2 separate regions of the Mus musculus genome follow, and region 2 is linked to region 1. A link is a contact called in public ChIA-PET data. All regions are on one chromosome and are shown on one strand. Each heading gives the region's core, a stretch centred on a gene start, on an enhancer-like site or on the middle of the called end of the contact. The rest is flanking DNA. Distances are from core to core; before and after follow the strand shown. Region 1 holds the start of Gm46929 (a long non-coding RNA gene). Region 2 has its middle 46 kb from the start of Gm36140.

Region 1 (7,933 bases), core at 2,173-4,672:
GTGTTTCCTTCTCAGTTCTGTCACATCTGGCAACCAGATGACAGGACTTTCCAGTTTCGTTCAAGTATGCGTTAGGTAGATGATTAACCAGTTAACGAAGCCACTCGGCCCTGACAACACTTCCGTCCCCGCTATGCAGTCAGGCTTGACGGCTCCTGAAATGTATCCAAAGATGCTGAGAACTGCTTTTGTCAAATCTCATGGACTCCAGCAGGCCTTGTGTCCTCAAGTTCAGCTCAGTGGTCAAGAGATAGAATTATTAATGAAATCTGGAGTCAACGCAGACGTTGATCGTCCTTAACCAATAGGCAGTGCTCCGTAAGATGTGACAAAAGACATTTCTCTCATCAGGATGAAGGGGAAGTGTTTGGTGATTCTTTTTTAACATATGTGTGTCATATTTGTAATCAAATATAGCAACTTCATTATGTTTAACCCATAAATATTTAAACAAAAATGCCTTAATTAGGCTACAAATTACGGGTGATATGCTACCCATATTACCAGCCTTTTAAAGTGCTAAGTAGATTGTCATAGGAACTCCTAGCAGAATTCATGAAGAAAAAGATAAAATGCATTCTTTTAACCATAGATGTAATCAGTGAATTAATCCTGTGACTGCATTTCTTTACCTTTGCTCGTCCGCAGTAACCACACAGAGAAACCAGCCCACACTTCAGTAGCTGAGCCATTAAATGACCTGTCTGAACCCTCTATGCAAATCTGGCTACCTCCCAGCCATGATCCCAATTAATACTTGCACTTTAATGTTGTTCTAGCTCTGTCTGCCTTAGATGTTTCTTCCCATGGTGTCTTCCCAGACCCTCTCCTCATGGCTTCCCTGGAACTCCCTTTCTGTCTCTGCTTCCACTGGCTGGTGGAAATTTCCACCCTAGTCTCTCTTCTGTCCAACCACTGGGTGACCAGCATTTATTAACGAGGCAGAAAATAAATAGTAAGAATTGCTTACACAAATTTAAGACAAGAGATTCTAGACATGAAGACTACAATGCCATGTCCTGATTGGAACAAGATATGAGGGCAGAGAAATCAGCCTTTGAATAACACGAGAATAACCTTTAGACTGTGCACAAAAGCATTATGCCCACAGATGAAGCCAATGGTCTATATAGGGCTGTGACTATTAATCTACACAGAGCAAAGCAACTCAAATTCATTTAGGAAGTCAAACAGAGCTGAAGAGATGGCTCAGCAGTTGAGAGTGCTTACTGCTCTTGCAGAGGACCTGGGTATAGCTCCCAACACCTGAAGCTTACAACTGCCTGTAACTGTCATTTCCAGGGTACCTGATGGCTCCTGGCTTCTTTGGACATCTGCATACATATAGTGCTCATAAATATATGTAGGCACACACATATACGTATGTCTTTAAACAAAAGAAGAAGAAGAAGAAGAAAAATCTTATAATTTTCTCTTTCAAGTTTAGATAAAAAATAATATATACAATATCAGCAGTAGATTGTTCATGGAGTTTGCCATTTACATACTGTAGCTGATATTATTTAAACCTTTTTACAAATGCAGTCCAAAGCTGTTACCTTAGCTCCGTGGTGCTGATGCTGCATCCCTTTAATACAGTTCCTCATGCTGTGGTGACCCCCAAGCATAAAATTACTTTGTTGCCACCTCCGAACTGTATGTTGCTACTGTTCTGAGTCATAATGTAAATATCTGATATGCAGGATATCTGACATGTGACCCCTGTGGGGGTCATGACCCACAGGTTAAGAAATACTGCCTTACACTAAAACCTCTTGGTTTTCCTCACTGATAAACGCAGATTTTTAAGCGTGTCTTCAATGCAGCCAAGCCACAGTGTATCTGTGATGTACCTAGGGAGTAAGAATGGCCGATAAGGGATTTAAAGGAACTCTCAGCATCGATGATAACCGTAGGCCGTACAGAGAAGAAATGATTTAACCATGAGTAGATCTCACATTTGTGATTAAAAAATGAGCAGGAAGTGGGCGAAATTGACATAATCTGATAAGAAACCAGGGAAGTTGTTGAATCTCGTGTTGTCACTGAGGACACTGCGGTTCAGAGCCAGAGGAAACATCGTGTCGTCTGCCAGGTCTGAAGTCATAAGTAGCACTGGCCCCAACAGCAGACAATGGACAAGGAGCCTGGCTAGGCCTTCCGTAAGCCGTGTTTGGCAAATGGAGATATTCTGACAGGCTGCTTCCACAGTTGTGGGCTCAGTGAAACCTGGAGGCCCCCGCCCTGCCCTGGACTCTTCTCTCTTCAGTTCAGGATTCCAGACAACATCAATGGAACACTGGCAAGAACCGGTCTGCAGCCAACATCACGCCCATTGGCACTGTCCAGAGGTCAGTGGCCTCTGTCTTTCCAGGGTTTTGAGAACACACATGAAAGTCAAGCATTGACTGAGACAAGAAAGTTCTTCCCATCTTAGCAAATATCAGAGACCAGGCAAATGGTGACAAAGACGACATGGACTCTTTCAAATGTCCTCTTCTCACCCAGTGGAAACTTCTGTGGATCCTCACTTTGCAATCCCCCATTTGATGTTTAAAACAAAGTCATAAGTATGAGAATATGAAGTCTGTAGACTTACTTTATCAAAAATGCTTTTTGATGCTAACAAATTTCTTTAATATTTTAGTGTTTTCTCCTATGACAAGATTTGATGGGTTTCATGTCTGTATAGGATATATATTAGCATCACTAGGATCCTTCAAAACTGATAATCTCTGTGTTTAAAAAGAAAAAAGAAAAAGGGAAGGGATAGGGGATTTTCGGAGGGAAAACTAGGGAAGGGGATAACATTTGAAATGTAAATAAAGGAAATATGTAATAAAAAGAAAAAGGAAAAGAAAAAGAAAGAAATGAGGAAGGTCCATGGGCCAAAGCAAAGAATGTTTTCCGGATGAAAAGCTTTCCCCTGGCTGTTCTTTTCAGACAATAAACAGTTCAAGCAAAGTAAAAAAAAAATGCAGAAAAACTAAGGTTAAAGAGGAAAACACTGAAGTCAGAGGACATGAAACCAGCAGAAGCAGCAGAAACAGGAAGTAGAGACCAAAATGGTTGTTTTGTAAAGTCTGTGGGTATGAAACCTTCTTCTGGGGAAATGTGAACCCAGGCTGAAAAGCAAGGACCCACTTCATAAGGCACTAAGGAACTAGTCCACATTAATTTAAAAAAAAATTTCTTGCTTGTCAATTGCTTTGCCTACTTTAAGCTGAAAGGGGAATTATTAAATAATATTGGGCATCTTATAAAAGCCAGGTTACAAGAGCAGCTGTCATAAAAACAGATCTCTAACATGCCGGAGAAACACAAAACCTCCTATACCACATTTGGCACAAGAATGGATCCTGCACACAACCACTTCCTTGGGGCACCCTGGCTTCCACAACTCTTACAGAGATCAGAGGTACCTGTGAGTCACTGAACTAGAATGCATCTTAGGGGCAAGGAATAAAATGACTATATCTTAGCTGCAAGGGAGTCAGGGAATATGAATCTTCTGCTTTAGAAAGGCATGGTCCAGAATATGGAAGGATGTTCAGTGATATTGAATACCCACAAAGAACACATGCCCACTACAAACAGTGATGATTGTGCCTCAGGAAAGGTAATTGGGCATGATCTGTTTAAAAAGGGTTAGAGTAGAGAAGGCTGCATGTGAGACAAGCTAGGAGCTGGTTGTGGTAATGAGCAGTAATGCAGTCTTGTCTTACGTCTGGGGAGTACCAGGAAGGGGAAGTTTCTATAATCACTAATGGCATAGAATGACAACATTCAGTCATGAAAGTTATGGACACATGGAGGTTAGGAGTAGGTGCCATTCTGAAGAGGAAAGTTGGGTCTGATCTAAGCCATATTCACTTGAGGGGACAGAAGGCTCCTCGGGTTGACAAAGCTAGCAGATGATTGGTAAGTTATCCACTAGAGTCAGCCACAAAATAAATTTTTTAAAAAAGGAAGAAAGGGGAGAGAGAGGGAGAGAGAGAGAGAGAGAAAGAGGGGGGAGGGAGAGGGAGGGGAGAGTGAGGGGGATGGGGAGGAGGAGAGGGGGAGGAGAAGAGAGAGGAAGAGGGATGGGGAGGGGGGAGAGGGAGGGAGGGGGAGGGGGAGAGGGAGAGGAAGGAGGGGGAGGGGGAAAGGGATGGGGAGGGGGGAGAGAGAGACAGAGAGGGAGGGGGAGAGGGAGGGGAAGAGGGAGAGAGAGAAGAGAGAGACATAAAACCCAGTATGAACAAATGGAATTTAACACCGGGGGTTTTTTCCTCTTAAAAACTAGTTTCTAGCCGGGCATGGTGGCACACGCCTTTAATCCTAGCACTCGGAGGCAGAGGCAGGTGGATTTCTGAGTTCGAGGCCAGCCTGGTCTACAAAGTAAGTTCCAGGACAGCCAGGGCTATACAGAGAAACCCTGTCTCCAAAAAACAAAAACAAACAAACAAAAAACAAAACAAAACAAAACCAAAAAACCTAGTTTCTAACCATCTGCTCTAGTGATGAGCAAGGCAGAGCCCAGGGCCAGGTCTTATCCAAATAACATTCCTTTCTGTGTAACTATGTCTTGGCAGGGGTGGTGGTAGAGATCTAAGTGTTTGTGTCTAGGTGAGAGGGGGATCATACATAAGGAGGCAGGCTTTGCTTTTATTACAGTCACTTGTCACCTGGGCAGAGACATTAAGCCACTGTTGGAAGTCAAAATAGTCTGCAGTGCTGCAGCTTCCGTAGCACCAACCTGTGGAAGGGAAAGGAAGGGTTTGCTCCCTAGTCCATAAGCACTTGCTGCTTGCAGCCCCCTCTTAGACCTCCACGACCATCCCCCAGTCTCTGACAATGAGCTTTACAGAAAGAGGCCCACCAGAAAGTGAATGGGAGGATTGTTACCCACAGAGAGTCAACCAAGTTGGGAGCTGGCACTTTCTTTTAAATCAAGGGACACTTTTGTTCTGAAGATTAAAACCGCCCGTCAGAGCAGCCTGAGCTGCCCCCACAGAGGAGGGGTCTCAGCTGCCCCCTCTGCTCTGGCCAAGATAACAGAGGACTGACCACAACCAAGGTCTTCAGTACCATCCAAAGGGTCCCCAAGCCAGCACTACTCTAGAAATTGGGAACAATGAGCTACTCAGCATGACACAATGTCACAGGGATGATATTTCTTCCTCTAAGAACTCTGTGTCTTGTGGGGACTTGTGGATAATACCAGCGAGTACAAGGTGCCCACACAAGCAGATGCTCTGCTGTAGGGCAGAGTCTCAGCACACCATCTTTTCTTCCTGTCTGTCTGTCTGTCTGTCTATCTGTCTTCCTTCTTTCCTTCTTTCTACTCCTCCTCCTGTTTCTTCTCCCTCTCCTGTTCCTCCACATTTTTCTTCTCTCCCTCCTCCCCTCCCCTGCCCCTTTCCTGACCCCCTCCCTTAACTTTCCCAGCAGGAAGGACAACCTGGTCCTCTTGGTTAGCTAGGGCAGCTCCCTACAGAACAGTCTGACCCTCTCTGTAAGAAATGGCAGCACTCCCAATAGGCATGGAGAGAATCAGGGTGCTTAAGATCCTGGGGCACCACAACTATGTAATTATTTGCAAGTTGCTAACACTGTTTCTGAGACAAAGTCCTTTAATACCACCTCAAAGGCAGAGCCTGGCTAGCCAAGACGAGGGCCTCCCTCCTTTGTTCATATGACCGCCATCGGGGCTCAGAGGCAGGGCTGGCTCTTGAAACCGGCTGAGGTCTGGACACACCTGCACATACATTCCTCAAACAACTAAGTACTAAGGTGTTTTCCTTGGTTGAGCTCAGGGATAGCTAAGAACCAGCTTTTTGTTCCAGCACTCAGGAGGTAGAGGGAGACAGATCTTTGAGTTCAAGGCCAGCCTTGAACTGGTCTACGGAGCGAGTTCCAGAACAGCCAGGGCTACACAGCTTTTCAAGGGATCTTGCAGGGGTCACATATTTTCAATATCACAGATTCAAAATCCTTCTTGCCATATGCTAGCTCCTCCCAAAATCAAGCGCATGGTGTGGGAAGAGGCAGGTTAACTGTTAACACAGTGTGCGAAAGGAACACCCAATTGGCAGGCAGTTTGTCCCCTCTCCTTTCCTACCTGATACCAAACTGAGCCTGGAGGCATATCTGAGGGTATTTCTTTCTGCAAAAAACAAAACAAAAAACAAACAAACAAACAAACAAAAAAAACTAGCACTCTCTTGAATTGGCTTCTCTGCCACTCAGTAGCAAGCTCATAAGTCAATCCAGGAAGCTCAACTTTTATGCTTGTCTCTCTGAGCGGACATATTGCCGTCAAAGGCTTTTGTGGATGGTTACCAAAGGGCAAAGCTTGCCCTTCCATATGTCCATCTGGGTTCCAGACCTAGCAACTATAACTTTACAAGATGGGGGACACACATAGAGCAGAAGGACCAAGATGCCGTGGGCTTTGTCCTCAGGGCTGAAGATACTTTGTCAGAAAGTACCAAGGGTACCGAATAGGGTACAAGAAGATGTGGGCTGGTGATGCTGAAGCCAGCATTTGTCTTTCTGCTCCAATACTAGGAGCAAAGGTATCTGTAATCACTAAAGACACAGAATGGCACCATTCAGCTATGACAGTTGATGCCACTAACAGACACAGGGAGGTTAGGAGCCAGTGCCATGGCTGAGACCTTTCTGAGGCCACTAGAAGTCCCTGGCAATAGTGTCACTAGCCCATTGGCCATGACAGTGTATTCAAGGCCAAGACTCACAGAGCTCCTGTCCAGGAAAGCAACGCTTGAGAAAAACATGTCTTGTCTGCTACGGAGACCTGCAAAGTCTCCTCCAACAAGCTTCAATAAACCCAGGGTCAGTTTTCCCCTCCCTTAGTTACTAAACGAGGCACAGGAGAAGTCCTTCATGATTCTGCAGATAACGAAATGGGTCCTAGTCTACCTGGTGAGCACTCAGGACAAAGTCTGCGTTAAAGAGTGCAGCAGACTGACCTTTCTGAGTCACTGGCTTGCTCTGAGATCCCCGAAGAGGGCAAAGTGAACCAAGAATCCTGAGGGAGGGGCGGCAGCACAGGGTGGGCCCCAGAATGCTGATCCCTGCTGTGGTGGCCCCCAACCAGCTAGAATTACACCCCCAACCCCTAGGCAAACAAAGCAGAGGTTCCCTTCTTGTGTGGTCTAAACCGGTCCCTAGGTGGAGGCAGAACGAGGAAGAAAAGGTCAGGAGGGCAGAGGCTGCTATTTTTTTTTTTTTTGTCTTTCTTCGAGACACACACACACACACACACACACACACACACACACACACACACACAGTGGTCTAATTGTCTCCTACCTTCAGGCAAACCTCGGTGGTCCAGACCCTTCCCTCTCCCGTTAGTAGAAGTTTCTCTCTTCCCGGGGCTACCTGCAAGCCTGGCCCTTACCCCATTCCATGAAAGACAGATGACTGCATCCTTGCATCTGGAAGCGCTTATGAGCAGCACATAGCCGACTTCACACACAGTATATATTAGAAGGCAAGAGCAAGAGAGCAGAGTGAGGAGAGCAGCCCCTTATAAGTGAGTGCGCATGCCTGGCCATCGCCAGGTAACTGTGGGGCGGAGCTTAGACGAAATGCTAACAGTATCTTCTAAGCCTCCCTTTAGCCAGTTCCTGCTATGGATAGACTCTGGAGTCCAGAGGGGCTATGACATTTGTCTAACATCATCCCACTTACAAACAAACAACAACCAGATCTGTCTAGCGTAGCTGAGTCCTTCGTACGCTCCAATGCGTCTTCTTCATGTTTGTGATGTCATTGCCTTAACAGCCCAGCATCACAATGCTAGCCCCAATACGGGGTGAGGAGGCTGAGAGTGTGGAGTTCCTCTGGCCCACAGGCCTGGCATTCCCAGGGCTCCAGAAACTTGTCAAAGCAGGCCGTCTGGCTTCAGAGCCCTCCT
Region 2 (7,933 bases), core at 3,117-5,616, 85 kb before region 1:
AGAAACCTGGTGGCCCCTTCCACAATTAGCAAATCTTCTGTGTAATATTTCAAGCTTTAGCTTCCTGACCCAGAATTCCAGTGTGAGTGTTGTGGCTTCTTCCTTCCCAGGTCAGCTCTGTGTTCTATCTGCTGGCTTGGGCTGGCATCCCAACCATGTCTCTGGGTAGTGGGAAAACATGCTGCCGGAGTCCTTGGTCTCGGTACCTCTTGGTCCTGCAAGAAGATCACTCCCAACCCCTCTTCCCATGCCCACCTCCAGCGACATCCACCACATCCAGGCAGCAGGACCAGCCATGAAGGATGGAGCTTTGATGTCTCCCAACCAAGAGAGAACTTCCTTCTCCATTTGAACGGCTCAACTTGGGAGGGCACAAAATTCAGGCTCAGGGAGTGTCTTTTCATTGCTTATCAGTTACGAGGCTATCGAATCCTAGTTACCAGGAGCATGGCTTCAGTTCCCACTTACCGAGCTCTCTGCAGAATCTTTTTTCTTTATTTACTGTCTTTCCCATTAATTAAAATTTCACTAGCATTTTCCCTCCAGAGGGCTCTCCAAATAACTTCTGCAACAAACACTACAGAAAAGGCTAGCTCTGAGAACCAGTGGGGACAGGAGAAACAGGAGGCAGTGCGATATCATATCACATTGTGTATTTGTGTTTATTCTCAGATGGAGCCTTGTTATGTGGCTCAGGCTAGCCCCTGGCTTGTGCTCCTCCAAGTGCTGGGGTTATAGGCATTGACCACCACGCCCATCTGACAGAGGGTGTTTAGACCTCTGGTAGACAGGGAGACATTGGCCATCCACATCAATGCGTGTTCAGTTGTTTGTGGTCACAGTGTCCCCAGCTCTGCTCCCACGGAGAGTGCAGAACTGGGAAAGCCCAGCGGCCTTTGCTTATGTGCACAGCATCCCTCCCACCCCCCACACCACAGGGGCATGTCAGAAATTCTGGTCCTTTCTGCCTTCAACTCCCTTGGGCCTTCCAAGGCTCTGAGGGGCCTGCAGAGACAGTACTAACACCATATACTCTCTCTCCCCCTTTCCCTCTCACCTCCTTCTCCTTTCCCTTTCCCTCTCCTCCCTCTCTCTGTTTCTCTGTTTCTCTGTTTCTCCATTTCTCTTTCCTTCTCCTCTCTCCATCTCTCTCTCTTTCCCTCTGTCTCTCTCTCTGTGTCTTTGTCCCTCTCTCTCCTTTTCCTCTCTTTTTCCCTATCCCTCTCTCCGTCTCACTCTTTCTCCTTTCTCTATCTCTCTCCCGGTCCCTCTTTCTCCCTCTCTGTCTCTGTCTGTCTTCTTTCTCATGTGTGTGTATGTTTGTGTGTGATATCTGAACAAAACAACTTCAGAAAATTTTTATTTTTAGTGTAGATCACCTGCACGCATGTCTGTACCGTGTGTGTGAGGTGCCCATGAAGACCAGCAGAGGGCACCAGATCCCCTGGGGCTGAGTTGTAGACAGCGGTGAGCTGCCACCAGGTCCTGTACAAGAGCAGCCAGTGTTCCTAACCACTGGGCTATCTCTTCAGACCAAGGAAGAATTTATTTTGGACCAGAGTTTGGGAGGTATCAGTTCACTGTGATGGGGGTGGGGGTGCGAGTGGCAGGGGATGATGGAGAGCCACTCCCATCATGGTTGCCAAGAGCAGAGAGAGGTCTACACTAGTTGACTCCTTCCTGGTTTCCCCTTCATTGCAGTTGAGCCCCTGGCCTATGGTTGAGTGCTGCCCACATTCAGGTCTCCCCTGCCCCTTAATTCTCTCTGAACTCACCCACACAGACACACCCAGAGGCATACTTCAATAATCTAAGTACTTCTCAGTCCAATCAAGTTAACAATCATGATGAGCCACCACATCATACATGCCTGTAATAAAGTTGATACTTTAAGCTCAGTGAGATATTAACATACTACAGATCTAAGCCATGTCAGTGTGTTAATTAAGCCCAAACCAATCACTTTTCTACTTACTTTTTTTTTTTTAAGATTTATGTATTATATGTAAGTACACTGTAGCTGTCTTCAGATGCACCAAAAGAAGGTGTTAGATCTCATTACGGATGGTTGTGAGCCACCATGTGGATGCTGGGATTTGAACTCAGGATCTTCAGAAGAGCAGTCAGTGCTCTTAACCACTGAGCCATCTCTCCAGCCCTACTTTTTGACTTAAAACACTGTGTGCTGTTACTGTGACACATGCAAACCATCACCATTGCCGTGCCTGGGCTTTGGAGCCATCAATAAAATAAGCATTACTTGAGTGGATACGCTAAGGTGCCCTGACCATCCACTGGTAGCATGGACAGCTATTGTGTGACTTGTGGCAGAGAGCTTATACATGTACTGGGCACAGAGATGGTGTGTGCCCCAGAAAGAATGGGACAGGCAGTCTGACTCCACCATGTTGTCAGAATGGCATGCAATGTTCTGATGGTTTGAATAAGAATGGCCCCCGTAGGCCCACAGACTTAGATGCTTGGGGGGAGGGCCCCAGGGGTGACACCATTTGAAAGAAGTAGGAGCTATGGCCTTGTTGGAGGAAGTGAGTCATGAGGGATGGGCTTTGAGGTTTCAGAACCCCAAGCCAGGCGCAGAGGTTCTCTCTCTTCTGCTGCCTGTGGGCACATGCAGAACTCTCAACTTCTCCAACACCATATCTGCCTGTGCGCTGCCTTGCTCCCTGCCATGACAATTGGCTACAAACCAGCCTGAAACTATCAACCAGCCCCAGTTCAATGCCCTCTTGTATAAGAGTCATAGTCATGGAGTCTCTTTACAGCAATAGAAGGCCAACTAAGACAATGTAAAACTTATTATTTCTAAGAGTTTTGGACCACGGTTGGACCTCAGGAGGCCACGCCACAAGCATTAGTCACCACCGTGTAGGTCATTTTAACTTTAATTTTTTTTTTCAAATAAGTACAATACTAAGTGCACTCAATATTCTTGAAGTTCTTTCTTGATGCTAAAATAGGCAGTATCCTTGGGCTGGGTCAAAATGCCACACACGCTTGAAGACTTAATAAGTTTCGTACTTGTTAGCAGATTACCATCAGAAATGTCAAGCTAATTATTGCTCTCAACAGAAACAAAAATGAAGGAGAGTCTACCCATGTCGGATTTGGCATTTTGTGTTTGTAAAGCATTTCCAGAGCTGTGTGGGGAAAGATTTAATCTCGGGCTTGCTTGTTACCTCTTTGATTGCTTGTGACATTTTTAAGTACGTGTGGCTCTGGCACATGAAAACAAAAGATAATGTTACAAGAATGGATATATATATATATATATTTAAACAGTGCTATTAGAGACAATTGAGCTACAGGGAACTGTACCTGCTTAACATAAACATTGGAATGTTCTGGAACATGTGGACCTGTGAACAGTAAGGACAGAAGGAAGTTTCCACTTCACCCTCCAAAGGTTCACGGGAGTGAACTGCCCATAGACTGGTGAATAAGAGAGAAAGGTATAGAGAGAGTGTCTCACACACATCACTTGTCAATTAAAAAAGATAGCCAATGAGCTGAGGCAGGAAGTAGGGGGTGGGACACTGGCAAGAAGAGAGTGGATTCTGGGAAACGGTGAGACCACAGAAAGGTGGGTGGGTTCATTTAACATGTGATTCCCCAGGGAGCCAATGAGTGATAGATGCTTATCTGCTCCGCCTCTTAGGAGAGAAGAAAGGGGTGAGCCCCAAGGCCACACCGTGGCTTGTGGCTTGAATGTAAGTCCGTCCCTCTGACTCTCTCAGCTGCTTTTCCAGTAGAGCTCAGGCCCACCTACCCAGGAATGGCACTACCTACCTGGGTCTGGACCGTCCTGTATCAATAATTGATCAAAAACCGGTGGCCACAGGCCAATCAATGTGTGTTACCTCAATTTTGGTTCCCTTTCTCCTAGCGGAAGGTAACTATGACAACTGTACAGGAGGAAACCTAGAGGACCTTGAATGTTACAAACTTTATTTATTTATTTATTTATTTGGAACATAACATTTTTATTGATCCTCTGGGAGTTTCACATCACGTACCCCGATCACATTTACTTCCCAATCTTTTATTGTCTGACCCGACTTGTGACCTCACCCCACCCCACCCCACCCCCAGCCAAAAAAAGTAAAAATAAAAATAAGAATTAAAAAAGAAACAAGTCCAATTTGTGTTATTTATATACTCATTGGACTGGGGCATGGTCACTCTCCCAGTGGTCTGTCCCTTGAATAGAACTGAGTCCTCCCCCCACACCTCTGCCTGAAGCCATCCGTTGTGGAGAGTACTTCAGCATCTCTGTCACACTGTTATAAGAGTTCTCTTCAGTGGCTTCCTGTCTAGCTGTTACTTTGGGGGTGGGGGCAGGAGGAGGATGGGGTTGTCACAGAAACCTTCCATGTCCCTTCCTTGCAGCTGTGCATCTGCTGTCATCGATATCACAGCGAAAGTAACCTCCTTGCTCTTCAGTCAGCTAGAGCACCATCATGGGCCTCTGCGTGGTTTCTGGTGACAGCACAGACCACAAACACAGCCCCTGATTACAGTGGACCACAGACCCTTACAAGACCCTTGGAGGCAGCCCAGACTGTGGGCTTCACCATGGCCCTCAGGTGGCCACTCAGATCAGTATGGCCCATGACAGCTGCACAGCCCACAGACATCCACATGGCCTTCAGTGACAACACAGGTCACGGACATTGACACAGACTGTCCCTGGCTGCAGTAGAACCCAGTAGGACCCGGACATTACCATGGCCACAGAGGGCAGCTCGAAGGTCCCCCGTATAATTATGGCCTATGGTGGAAGCACAGCCTATAGACATCAACGTGGGTTCAGGCTGCAGCACAGACCATGGACATCCACATGGCCCTTGGTGGTAATGTGGGCCACAGACATCAATACTGTCCCATCTTCATGTTATAAACTTTAAATAAGTAGATTTAAACTTTAAATACAGTAGATTTTATTTGAGATGAAAAACACAAACCATGAAAGAATGGGTAGAGTTGGTCTCATTAAAATCAAACATTTTTAGCTGTGCAAGAGACTGTTCAGAGAATAAAACAAAAAGCTACATCCTGGAAGAAAAATACTCGTGATTCGCATACCTGATAAACAATTTGCACCCAAAATTGACCCGTCCAGCAGGCCCAGTTATTCGTGGGTCTCGAGGGGACTGCTCCTAAAACTAAATGGGGGGTGGGGTGAGAGAGAAACGGAGGCCAAGCACAGAAAAGAGACGGAGCCAATCTGAATCTTGTCAAGGCCTCGTTGTATTCAGCAAAGCTTGTAGTTTTTATACAAAAAGATCAAAGGGGAAATAACCCTTACGCAGAAGGGCAGTGGGGAGCAGTGGTAATTTTCCTTGGTGACTACAAGGGGAAGTATGATATCTAAAAGTACATCTTGTGGTTATGACATCTGCTGTTTGTGTCATGTGGGAAGCCACATGCGCCATTGCAGGGTGGTGCTGGCCACCACTGGCCACCACACATACATAGGCAGTAAAGTTTCTTGCCAAGATGAGGTTTTGAGAGTTAACCAATCAGATGAGAGACAAGTTAACCAATCAGATGAGAGAAAAGTTAACCAATCAGATAAGAGACATGTTAACCAATCAGATGTGAGATATGCAAATGAGGTGGTAAGCATAACCCATGCATAACCAATCCGTGTGTGAGACACGCCTCTCCTAGGTCTTTATAAGCAGCACCAGTTCTGGGCTTGGGGTTTCTCTTCGCTTCTGCAATCAGTCTCTCCCAATAAACATGTGCAGAAGGATCCTGTTCAGCATCATTCTTGCTGGTGAGTCGGGTGCGTGCAAGAAGTGGTGCCAAAATCCGGGAAAAGAAACATCTTCAGGCACGAGCGAAGACCCCCTGCTACAGGGAGGATTCAGAACTGCATCACGGGGAAGGAGCGGTTAATAAAGTGTTCCCGTAAAACAGACTGCTGAGAAGGATCCGGCGTGGATTCAGAACTCTTCAGCTGAGGAACGGTGGTACCAGTAAGTCTCCCAAATTGATCCCCGCGTTAAAGGGGGATATGTTTTTTTAAGAAAAAGGAAAAGAAAAGGGAGGAAAAATGAAGGAATCAGTGATAAAGAAAAGGAAATAGTGAAGGAAAGGAAAAGGGAAAGGAAAGGAAAGGAAAGGAAAGGAAAGGAAAGAAAGGAAAGAAAGGAAAGGAAAGGAAAGAAAGGAAAGAAAGGAAGGAGAGAAGGGAAAGAGAGAAGAGAAGGAAAGAAAGGATTGAGACGATAAGGTTCCCGGCTTTGGGACATGTTAAGGTTCATGAGTTATGCTTTTTTCTCCCATTGACTCTTTGTGGGTAGGTCTGATAGTTTTGGTCTTGTTTGTTCTGATATATGGACTCTGTTACTGTTTGAAACTGTGTGTAGAGGCAGTCAAGACAGGTCAGAAAATCCTTACAGAGCAACAAGAGAGTATGTCGGAAGAGGAGAAGGGCTTAAAAAAAAAGAAAGAAAAAGAAAGGAGACACAGTGTTATCAGGTGGACAGAAAGGACAAAATAAAAGAGCCGAGGCGGAGGAGGAAGGCGAATTAGCTTCTGCGCCCCCTCCCTATGCCTCCTCAGCAGCCACCTATAGGCAGACCTTCTGTCCGGAGGTTTGGAGAGAGGTTAGATTCTCCTTGCTGGGATGTCCTATTTTCACCGACTAAGCAAGGCAGAGATATCATGAGCCTCTAGATTTCAAAGTAATCAGGAATTTGGCTGAGTCCATGCAGACGTACGGCTTAACTGCCTCCTATACTGTGACTCAGGTAGAGACCTTGAATAGACACTGCATGATGCCGTCTGATTGGGCAGTCTTGGTGAAGGCATGCCTTTCACCTGGGCAGTATTTAGATCGGAAAGCCTTCCTTATTGAATTTGCAAATGAACAGGCAGCGTCTAACTCTGCTGCAGGAAATCCAGCATGGGATAAGGATATGCTGCTTGGTCAAGGTCGCTTTGCACAACAACAGACAGGACATCCAGTGCAGGTGTTTGAGTAGGTGAATCAGATTGCCATAAGGGCGTGGAAATCATTGCTCACCTGTGTTGACAGTGTTGACGTGGGCAAGAGGGTCTGTTTGTGTGTTTCCTCAGGATCACCGACAACAGCTGTGGGTCCCAGAACGGCTGACCAGAGCAATTCAAAGCAAGCAGAGCTATGAGGACGTGGATGTTCCTGTGGCTGGGGGTGCTCCCGCTAGTGAGAACTGAAGAGCTCTGTGTTCCTGAAACCATGCTGTTGACGCATTCAGGTGTTTCCTCAATTCTTTACATCTAATGCCAGATTTTAAGCCTTAATGGAACTCAAATAGAACCCGTCATTGTTGGCAATTTTACCTCTTGGCTTACCTCTGCTTTTTCTTACTTTAAGGAATGGGTGGGAGTGATTTTGTTTGGTGCTGCCATATGCTGTGGACTGGTGTTCATGCTCTGGTTGGTATGCAAGTTCAGAACCCAACAAAAACGTGACAAGGTGATTATAACTTAGGCACTTTTAGCTATTGAAAACAGCACCTCCCCTGAAGTTTGGTTATCTATGCTCAAGAATTAGTCGGCATCTGAGTTCTCTGCTCTTGCACCCCATGGATTTATAGATCCATTGCACTGGAATGAGAGAGACTCAACGATCATTGATCAGCCCTTGCACATCACTGAGGTTTCCTCATTGTACGCGATAGGGTGATCATGACTTCCCTACTAATTCATTTTTTGGCTGGCCTCTTTTGTAGAGTTCGCCCTAGGTCATCTAGCAGCTATTGTCACACAGAACTGCGGTATCCAGAGACGGGCAACTTTCCTCATGCACAGACCAACCTAAGACACGGGACCCAGTGGCGATAGGGTTACCCTATGACGGGTAAGGCTGTGACATTAGAGGAACGACCTAAAACAGCAGCCACGGTGGATGGACATAATTGCA

Evidence for each region. ChIA-PET counts read pairs in DNA pulled down with a chosen protein or histone mark.
Region 2: an RNA polymerase II ChIA-PET map of memory CD8 T cells shows a contact between it and region 1, with 21 read pairs. The contact joins two enhancer-like sites. A contact is called at or near these places in 5 of 484 Hi-C or Micro-C datasets (cerebral cortex, embryonic stem cells, macrophages and 2 more) and 2 of 115 datasets of contacts at active chromatin or transcription factors (embryonic stem cells and memory CD8 T cells).

What each region holds. Positions count from the first base shown.
Region 1 is chr5:148,590,675-148,598,607 of GRCm38.p6, reverse strand. Gm46929 (a long non-coding RNA gene) reads right to left here and starts at 7,735. Exons shown (of 2, transcript XR_001785023.2): 1 at 7,324-7,735; 2 at 4,631-4,741. It overlaps Gm35994 (predicted gene, 35994), which reads left to right and starts at 7,843. Exons shown (of 3, transcript NR_168911.1): 1 at 7,843-7,933. Within about 2 kb of position 3,422, at least 57 of the 459 cell types and tissues checked have an H3K27ac peak or open chromatin away from gene starts, as enhancers often do. A contact at or near this core is called in macrophages and memory CD8 T cells, where this site is marked.
Region 2 is chr5:148,676,239-148,684,171 of GRCm38.p6, reverse strand. No RefSeq gene overlaps it. Among named protein-coding and RNA genes, the nearest start is that of Gm36140, 46 kb to the right of the region's middle. Within about 2 kb of position 4,366, at least 50 of the 459 cell types and tissues checked have an H3K27ac peak or open chromatin away from gene starts, as enhancers often do. A contact at or near this core is called in macrophages and memory CD8 T cells, where this site is marked.